Regions from separate parts of the Mus musculus genome. Here all the other regions are linked to region 3. The links are chromatin contacts, called in public promoter capture Hi-C maps. All regions are on one chromosome and are shown on one strand. The core of a region is the stretch at or near the end of the contact, and the rest is flanking DNA. Distances in the headings are between cores, read along the strand shown.

Evidence for each region. Promoter capture Hi-C pulls out the DNA fragments that hold promoters and counts their contacts.
Region 1: a promoter capture Hi-C map of liver shows a contact between it and region 3, with 4 times the contacts expected there. The contact joins the promoter of Mrgprg here to the promoter of B130016D09Rik in region 3. A contact is called at or near these places in 3 of 39 promoter capture datasets (hippocampal neurons, liver and pre-B cells).
Region 2: a contact with region 3 is called in a promoter capture Hi-C map of liver, with 4 times the contacts expected there. The contact joins the promoter of Cdkn1c here to the promoter of B130016D09Rik in region 3. A contact is called at or near these places in 4 of 39 promoter capture datasets (hippocampal neurons, liver and pre-B cells).

The regions. Positions count from the first base shown.
Region 1 is chr7:143,765,571-143,768,399 of GRCm38.p6, forward strand. It overlaps Mrgprg (MAS-related GPR, member G), which reads right to left and starts at 1,423. Exons shown (of 2, transcript NM_203492.2): 1 at 1,301-1,423.
Region 2 is chr7:143,459,703-143,462,402 of GRCm38.p6, forward strand. Cdkn1c (cyclin-dependent kinase inhibitor 1C (P57)) reads right to left here and starts at 1,348. Exons shown (of 4, transcript NM_001161624.1): 1 at 1,151-1,348; 2 at 93-1,014. The coding sequence starts at 1,005.
Region 3 is chr7:142,281,864-142,284,764 of GRCm38.p6, forward strand. B130016D09Rik (a long non-coding RNA gene) reads left to right here and starts at 1,600. Exons shown (of 1, transcript XR_003946899.1): 1 at 1,600-2,901. Gm45889 (a long non-coding RNA gene) reads left to right here and starts at 1,351. Exons shown (of 2, transcript XR_870059.2): 1 at 1,351-1,603.

The sequences.
Region 1 (2,829 bases), core at 173-2,672, 1.5 Mb after region 3:
CCTCATCCTGGTTAGACAACCCATCCTGAATGAGGTGTCCCCATGCAGAGGCCCACCACATTCAGACAAAGGGGCCACAGGTGGAGAGACTCCCCTTTCTTTTTAACTGTAGTACCAATGTGAGAATGCTTTCTCTAAGGCTCTGATCACACCCACCCCAGGGTCTCTGATAGTGCCTGCTCTGACCCAGGACACTCCATTCTGTGCTAGGTGAGGCTTCAGGGGACTTTCCCCACACTGTCCTTTTAGAGCGCGACATTAAAGCCCAGGGTCCTGAGGAACTGTGGCTAACTCTGAAGCTTCATGTCAGAGTCTGGGACTTTGATGATGGGTCTCAGGGCCCCAAATCTTCTTAGGGAGCAAGCAGGAGAGTTTCTGGTACCCTCATGGAGGCGAGTGTTTCAGAGCAGTACCTTTTTCCACAGAGCCCATGATGGACCTTGTCCAAGATCCAGGGTATGAGGACCCAGGCTCTGGGGACAGGGACTGCCAGGGAGGAACAGCAATAGGAAAAGATAGACCAGGGCTGGGGGGTAATGGAGTGGAGAAGAGAGATGGACAGACAGACACAGAGAGAAATAGAGAATAGAGGTAGAGATAAAGAGGAAGGGACAGACATGGGAAAACATAGTCAAAGATGGAAAGAGATGTATATTGTGTACTTTACGTATGACCCTCATTCCTGGTCTGGGCTGTGTCCCCTACCCAGAACCCTAGCTATCTCTGTACTCACTGAGACCCAGCCTCCATCAGACCCTGCTTCCTCTCACAGGGCCAAACCTTCTGCAGTGTCCTGATGAGTATCACCCACCATCTCATCACCAAGCATCCTTCCTAGCACCTGTGGGAGATGGTGATTCAACCTACCAGTTCAGCTGTCAAGGTCAGAGTACAGGTCCTCAGGACCTTGAAATTAAGGACTGAACCTTCACGCATCAGAGTGGTGACAGAGGCAAGACTCTTCCCCTCTGTGAGCCCCCAAGGGTGTAAATCCAGACATCTACTCCTGTGTGGATTCTGGCTGGTGGAGCCAAGGCTAGATCTGAAAGGGGATGCGGTAGGTGGGGTGGGGCATCTTCCTCATCCTTGTTCTCCAATGGACCTGGAGCAATGAGTTTCAAGCCTGAGCCTCAGCTTCCAAGGCTCCCTTAACTGCCTTCCCCATAAGGTCCCTTTTAGAGGACATCCTCAGAGCCACCAGCACCCCCCTGAGAGCCAGGCAGGCAAGTGATGTAGAGGGTAAGAGAAGGGGTGCTTCTTGCTTAGGGAAGCAGGTAGAGGGGCATATTAACCTTCTCACCTGATGACCGCCTGCTGACAGTGGCTGTCTCCAGCTCGCTCAGCCCACACTTGTTGTCTTGATCTCCTCCTGGCCCCTAAATCCCCTTCTGTCCTCTGAGGCTGGCTCCTGCCAGTTCCCTAGAAGTGGGGTGGGTGTGTCACCTTTTCACGGAAATCAAAGGAATGAGCTCAAACAGAGCTGTCAGTGTGGGAGGCTCCTCCTTTTCATCTGGGAGATGAAAACAGAGAGCCTTGCACGCCGCCCATTCTGGAATGGTCCCTGGCCTTAGGTGCTCGGGACCAAAGGAAGAGATGACATCTGTAAAGATGGATCAGTCAGTAAAGTTCTCGCTATGCAGGTATGAGAATTTGAGTTTGGATCCCCTGCACCTTTAATAAAAGTTGGGCATCATGGTGCATGCTTGTGACCCCAGTACTGAGAGATGGAGACCAGAGGACTCATGGGACTTGATATTCAGCTGGCTATGCCAATCACTACATTTGCTGCAAAGTCTTATCTTTAAAAAATAAGGTATTGGGCCAGTGAGAGGGCTCAGTGGGTAAAGGTTCTTGCCACACCCAAGCCTGACAACCTAAGTTCAATTCCAGGGATCCCCATAAAAGAAGAAAATTGATTCCTAAAAGTTTCCCTCTGATCTGGACACATGTGGTGGCACATTTGTGCACACACACAGATAAACTTAAAAACATATTTAAGCCAGAGGTTGTGGCCCACACCTTTAATCCCAGCACTTGGGAGGCAGAGGCAGACAGATTTCTGCAAGTCTGCACAGAGTTTCCAGGTCAACCAGGATGGTATTGTGAGATGTTGTCTCAAAACAACAACAGCATGGACTTTAAAATGTTTTTTAATGTGTAGGGTAATTAAGAAGACACACACTCAGTGCTGATCTTTAGGCAGCACATACACCTGCACAGATGTGCATGCACCTACACACATGTGCACATAAACTCACACAGCAGTTGGAAGGGAATAGGGAGAGTCCAATAGAGCTAGGACTGCACAGTGAGATATTCTGGAGACTCACTGGCAGAGGAAGGTCCTGGGGAGCTGGGCACCCAGACGTTGGGTGGATAAAGACCAAAGCATGCTCTCATGCCTGAAGGTCTCTGGTTTATCTTCAGATTCCATCAAAAGCCAGGCGCACCCTCCAAGTCATCCAGTACGCATGTGCTTTCAAGGCTCTGTGTTATGGTTAGCTAAGTAAATATGCAGGAAAACCCATCTTATGGTGACTCAGACAGCTGTGGCTCAAGATGGCTGCCATCATGTCAAGCCAGATCCATACTCTGTCCTCTGTGGGATGCACCCTTACAACACACACAAGCACTGTGCAGCCCCAAATCTCCCCAACTTTTCATTGTTCTGGTAGGCCTTTGTTGTTGTTCTTCTTCAGGGCTTTGCCCTCAAGGATTAATATAATTGTCATAGTGTGCCGGTACTGTGAGGTGATCTAGAGGAGTCCACAGCAGCTGGAGAGTCTGTGCACCACCGAAGCAGGCAGCAGGGAGACAACCAAGCACTTG
Region 2 (2,700 bases), core at 98-2,597, 1.2 Mb after region 3:
GCCCGGCCGGCCGGACAAAGCGAGGCCGGGCCGGGGCGGGGCCGTGCGGGGCTCACCGGAGATGAGAGGCCCCGACAGCTTCTTGATCGCACCGTTCGCATTGGCCGCAGCAGTCCCGGGTGCAGGACGTCCTGGAATCCCCGAGAGAGGCTGGTCCTTCAGCTCCTGGCCGCGCTGCTCTTGATTCTCGTCCTGCTCCTCGACCGGCTCCCCATTCTGCTCCTCGACCGGCTCCGCACCCTGCTCCTCGACCGGCTCCGCGCCCTGCTCCTCCTCCGGCTCCTCGTCCTTCTCCTCGACCGGCTCTGCGCCCTGCTCCTCGCCCTGCTCAGAGACCGGCTCAGTTCCCAGCTCATCACCCGGCTCAGCACCCGACTCCTCGCCCTGCTCAGAGACCTGCTCAGGGACCTGTTCCTCGCCGTCCCGAGTCGCCACGTCCGGGTTCGCGTCCGGGATCGGGTCCGGAGTCGGGTCGGAGGTCGCGACCAGGGTCACCTCCGGAATTGGGTCTGAGGTCAGATCTGAAGCCGGGGCCGGGGTCGCGGGTGGGGTGGGCTCCGCGACCACGGCCGAGGCTGGGGCGCTGGGCGGCTGCTCAGGCGCCTCCTCTAGGCCGTCGGGGGCCTCGCCAGCCGGCGGCCCAGAACGCGGGATGACAGCCACGGCCACCGGGGGTGGCCGGGGCCCCAGCTGCAGGCGACAGCGCCCCACCTGCACCGTCTCGCGGTAGAAGGCGGGCACAGACTCGCTGTCCACCTCCATCCACTGCAGACGACCAGGGCCTCGAAGAGGCACATCCTGCTGGAAGTTGAAGTCCCAGCGGTTCTGGTCCTCGGCGTTCAGCTCGGCCAGGCGCATCCGCAGCTCGCGGCCCAGCTCCTCGTGGTCTACAGGCCCGAAGAGGCTGCGGCAGGCGCTGCTACGCGCTATCACTGGGAAGGTATCGCTGGAGGCCAAGCGTTCCATCGCTGTTCTGCTGCGGAGGTACACGTCGGACATGCCCATGGTCGAAGGCTGTGCAAACGCGGGCAGCGAGAAAGAAGGGAACGGGAGGAGAAGGAAGAGGGGAGAGGAGGAGGGCGGAGGCTGGGCGTGGGTGAGACCCCTTGCACAGCCCGCGTCCGCCTCTGCCTAAGGACGCAGCGGCTACCTGGCTGATTGGTGATGGACGGCTCCTGCGTCTGGATCGCTTGTCCTGTCCAGCTTGGGCCGCGCCCCCTCGGAGCTTGCCTGCCTGTTCGCTTGCTCTCAGTCGGGCCTAGCCGGCACCCCTCGAGCACAGCGCACTCGGCCTGTGGAACGCCCAGCCCGCTGCGCCCCTTTATACGCGCTGGCCCCACCCCCGCGCGCGCGGGCCTCCTCACGATTAGCATAATGTAGTATTTTCAGTTTCAACAACACCGCGGCGATTGGAGGGTGCAGCCCGCCCCGCCCACAGAGGCCCTGCCCCCGCGCCACGCTCATTGGCTGCGCGCACACACCCCCGGGGCCGGGCGGGGCGGGTGACGGGCGGGCGCTGATTGGCGGCCGCACGGCGAGCGGGCTGCGCGGGACAAGGGGCGGGGCTCGAGTTAAAGAGCTCTGCGGGCGGTAACGTGACACCGCGACGCCCCTCCCCCTCGCCCCATCCCCCCCCCCGCCCCCCGCGGGCTCCTTTGTCTGCAGGCGGGGGCTCGCGCAGCCGCGACGCGCGCGCCCCCTCGGACCATGGAGCTGGGCACAGCCCCTCGGCGATGCCGACGTCGGTGAAGGTCCCTCGGTCCCCGCAGCCCGCGCTAGCCCTAGGACTGCACCAACTGATTAGGGCTTTAACCTACTACTACCAGCTGGGTCCTGGTCCTGGCAGTACCGTGGCTGGATCCACCCTCTACACCCAGGCCTAAGTATCTGCCTTCGAGGCATCTGCACACCTGCTGGCCCTAAGACCCTCTATCACGGAGTTAGAGACAGGGGTCACATCCATTCTTTTCCTGAGGAACAATACTGTAGAGATCTAAAAGATCTGTAGCCTGGTCTATAATAGGCCCACCTACCCGGGAGATGAGACACAAGTTGGGCCCATCCTAGCCTGTACCTACATCACTGATAGATGCCTAGGACCTTAGGTTTGGGTCAGGCCATATTCGACCCCCAGTTCTGCCTACCTTAGTTGGCTGGAAGTAGTTATGCTAGAAAAGAGAGAATGACCCCTCCTCCACAGCAGTGCCTCTTGGTGGGGCCCTGAATACTCACACAAACACACCCGACATGGCCTGACAGAGCCCCCCCCCCGCCCCCCGCCCCTGCTGCCTCCGCTACCGCCGCCAAAAGGAGTTCATTATTTAGGGCAGGGAGTCGAGAAGGTGACTCAGGCATGTGCCAGGAGCTGGCCCCCTCCCCCCGCCCTGGGGAACCAGGACTTCCGGACATACTTGAAAGGCCCTGCAGAGCCCCAAGCTCTCAGCTCCCAGCAGAGATGCCTGTGAGACTTTTGAGACAGAACCCTATTTACAGGGTTAGGTAAGTTGGGCCAACCCGGGAGTCAAGTCAAACCCTGAAGCCAGGGGCCAGACTGTCCTGGAACAGGTGAGAGACGGGGTTTGGAAGCTGCTCTGGTGGAGAGACCAGAGCCTGTGACCTGTAAGGATTTCTTTTTCTCGGTACACCATATTACAAATCTCTCAGGGCATTGGTATGTCACAGTAATTTTCTTGAGTAAAA
Region 3 (2,901 bases), core at 350-2,849:
AATGGGCATGACCATACTTTGACCAGGACTGCTTAGCTATGGACACCTCCTCTCCATTTAAATCTGAATATCAAGTAGGGATGCCAGAGAGTGGCCCTCTCTGTTCCCCTTTCAATGTGGCCACCTCTACTAAGTGTCTCTTCTCTGTGTTTTGTTATTACTAGTCTGTGTAACTGTGCTGTGGAGGAAGGGTGGTTGAACCTTGATTTTTAGAGCTCCAGGGCCCAACCTCCAGATCCTAAGTATTTCACTGAGGATTTGAGTAGACAGTCAAGATATGCTCACAGCTAGGTGACCTGGGTTGGAGCGAAGTATAGGGATCCACCCTGGGGCAGTATTACTTTGCCTGACAAAGTTTCTCATCTTCCCAGTCAACCAGTATTAGCTATTTTGACTCTACAGGGTACAGCAGAGAAATAAATTGAGTTTTTTGAGAGCATCAGCCTTTCTTGGCCATTGGTGAGCTTAGCTGGGAAGTTCATATGAGGAAGAAGGACCCTTCCTTCATAAGAGAGTCCTTGGGGCTCAGAGCAGCAAAGGTGACATGGAGTAATTTACAACTTTGCAAATCTGGTCCTCAGCACCCTGTGGCACCCTGAATGAATGCAGAGCACATCTTAACAATCCTCCTGCAGGGGACATCACTCCCTCCCCTTCCTTTTTAGCTGAGTAATCAGGAGGGCACAGTCTTACCCAGCAGCTGGTCTCATCTTTCTGCTGCTCTGCTTTGTCTTTTGGTGAACACATTCGTATGTGGGTTCATCTCTTTATTTCCTATCCTGCTTATTTTTGACCTTATTATGTACTCAATCTTGCAGGGCAAGCTTGATTTTTAGTGTGTACTATAAACACCTAATTTGGTTGCATGTTAGTGAGAGACTTGGGTGTAGGATGACTAGCAGGGGTCCTGTTTTATTTTGTTTTGTTTATTTGTATGAGGACATAGATGGGCACCCTAAATGTTGGAGACCATACCATAAGAAAGTAGGCCTTTCAAAGTTTTCCACCCTAACAAGCCAAATGGCCTTGTGCTAAGGAGCTGGTCTTCACCCCCTCCTCCCTGTTTCCTTCCTGGCACCTGAGGCTGTAAAAAGCTGAATTATAGTCCCCTCTTCCTTATCTCTTCCTGACTCCCAAGACTTCAAAGGACATGAGTTACAAGCTGAGCCCAGCCTGACACCCAAGGCTGTTAAGGAGGATTCTACATTCCAGAGATAAGAGTGCCTGGCCGCCTGCAGTTTGAATTAGGCCTTCATGTCCCCAGATGCCCACTTCTTTGTTCTTAGTTGATCCCCCTCAACCCCTCCCTATTCCCCTTAAAACCTGGCATTTCAGCCTAATAAACTGAGACCTTGATAGGAACCCTTCTTTGTCTCTGCGTCTCCTTCCTTTCCTCGCATTTCTCTTCAGGTTTGTGGTCCCCCTTGCACCCAGGAAGAACTGGGTCCTGCTGGGTGGGACAAGTGGCGCCTAACTGAGGTTCGGAGCGTTTTGCCTTAGGTGGAGATTACGGAGTTTGACTCCCCCAGAGAAGTTCGTAGGGACCCCAAGAAAAAAGAAGTGAAGGACTGCTTCAGCAGCTCACCGGAGAGAGAAATCCTTGGTAAGTGATTCATCTCCACTGAGAAATGGGAACTAAGCTTTCTAAAGAGGCAGCCTTTATAAAAGGCTTAAAGGTGGCTCTCAGGGAAAGAGGAGTTAGAGTTAAAAAGAAAGATTTGATAAACTTTTTTATTTTCATAGACCAGGCAGGTCCATGGTTTATTATAGATGGCGCAGAGATACATTGTAAGAAATGGATAAGAGTAGGAAGAGAATTAAGTGAAATTTTGGCAAAGCAGGACCCCGATGCTATTCCTGCAAATATATTTACTTATTGGAGTCTAATCCGTGATTTAATACAAAGTGCAGTTGATGATCCAGAGAAACAGCAGCCTTTGTCAGTGGCAGAATATTGCCTCTGTCCCCTGTCTCTGGAAGCTTCAGAGAGCTCCCTCCCTACTAAAAAGCCTCCAATAGCTGCAGACAGGCCCGAAGTCCTGCAGACTGCTCTCTACCCCCATATCCCGGTAAGCGCATTGCCTGCTGACCCGCCACTGATCAATCTAGAATTTAAAAAATCTTTGGCTGAAAGCCCTTTAATTTCTGGGGACACAGACACTTTAGAGGAAGAGATAGTCCGTCCCCGTAAGCCCGAGCGATTGCCGGGCGCTTCAGCTCCTCCCTGCAATGCCTCGTCCTACCTGCCACCAATCTGCGCTCCCGAGCCGTGGCCCCAGGCGCTGCCGGTCCCTACTCTCATTGATGCTAAAGACAAGCTCGCGTCTCAGGTAGCAGGATTACAAGAAGTTTTAGAGCTCCAGCAACAGTACGCCCGCCTTTCCACAGAGCTCGCTTCACTCCAAAATTCTTTAAAAGAGACTATCCTTGCCCCTCCCCCAGCCTCAGCCTCGGGCGGCGTAAAAAAGAAAGCTCCGCGAGCGGTAAAAACTAAAACATTGGCTTCCCCCGTAATTACTCGCTCCACGAGAGCTGCTAGCTACGACCCGCCCACTTCTACGGCGGAGACACAGCCCCCAGCCACCCGTGCCGAATCTGCTTCTGCAGAAATTGGGCCTTTAGAAAGGCCCCAGGCCGACCTCTCCTCGGACACTAACAGCGAGGGCGGAGAAGATTATGAGTGTGAAAACGAAGTAGAACGTGAGCCAGAGGAACAAATTTCTGCTCCTGTCCAACAAACAGAATTCCGCAGACTACGTTTTAAGCTCTTAAAAGAGCTTAACTCTGCGGTTAGAACTTATGGCCCATCTGCCCCCTACACGCTTTCGCTCCTAGAAGCTCTTCCGGGAGGCGAACATATGCTCCCTAGTGAGTGGATCAAAGTAATCCAAACTGTGTTAA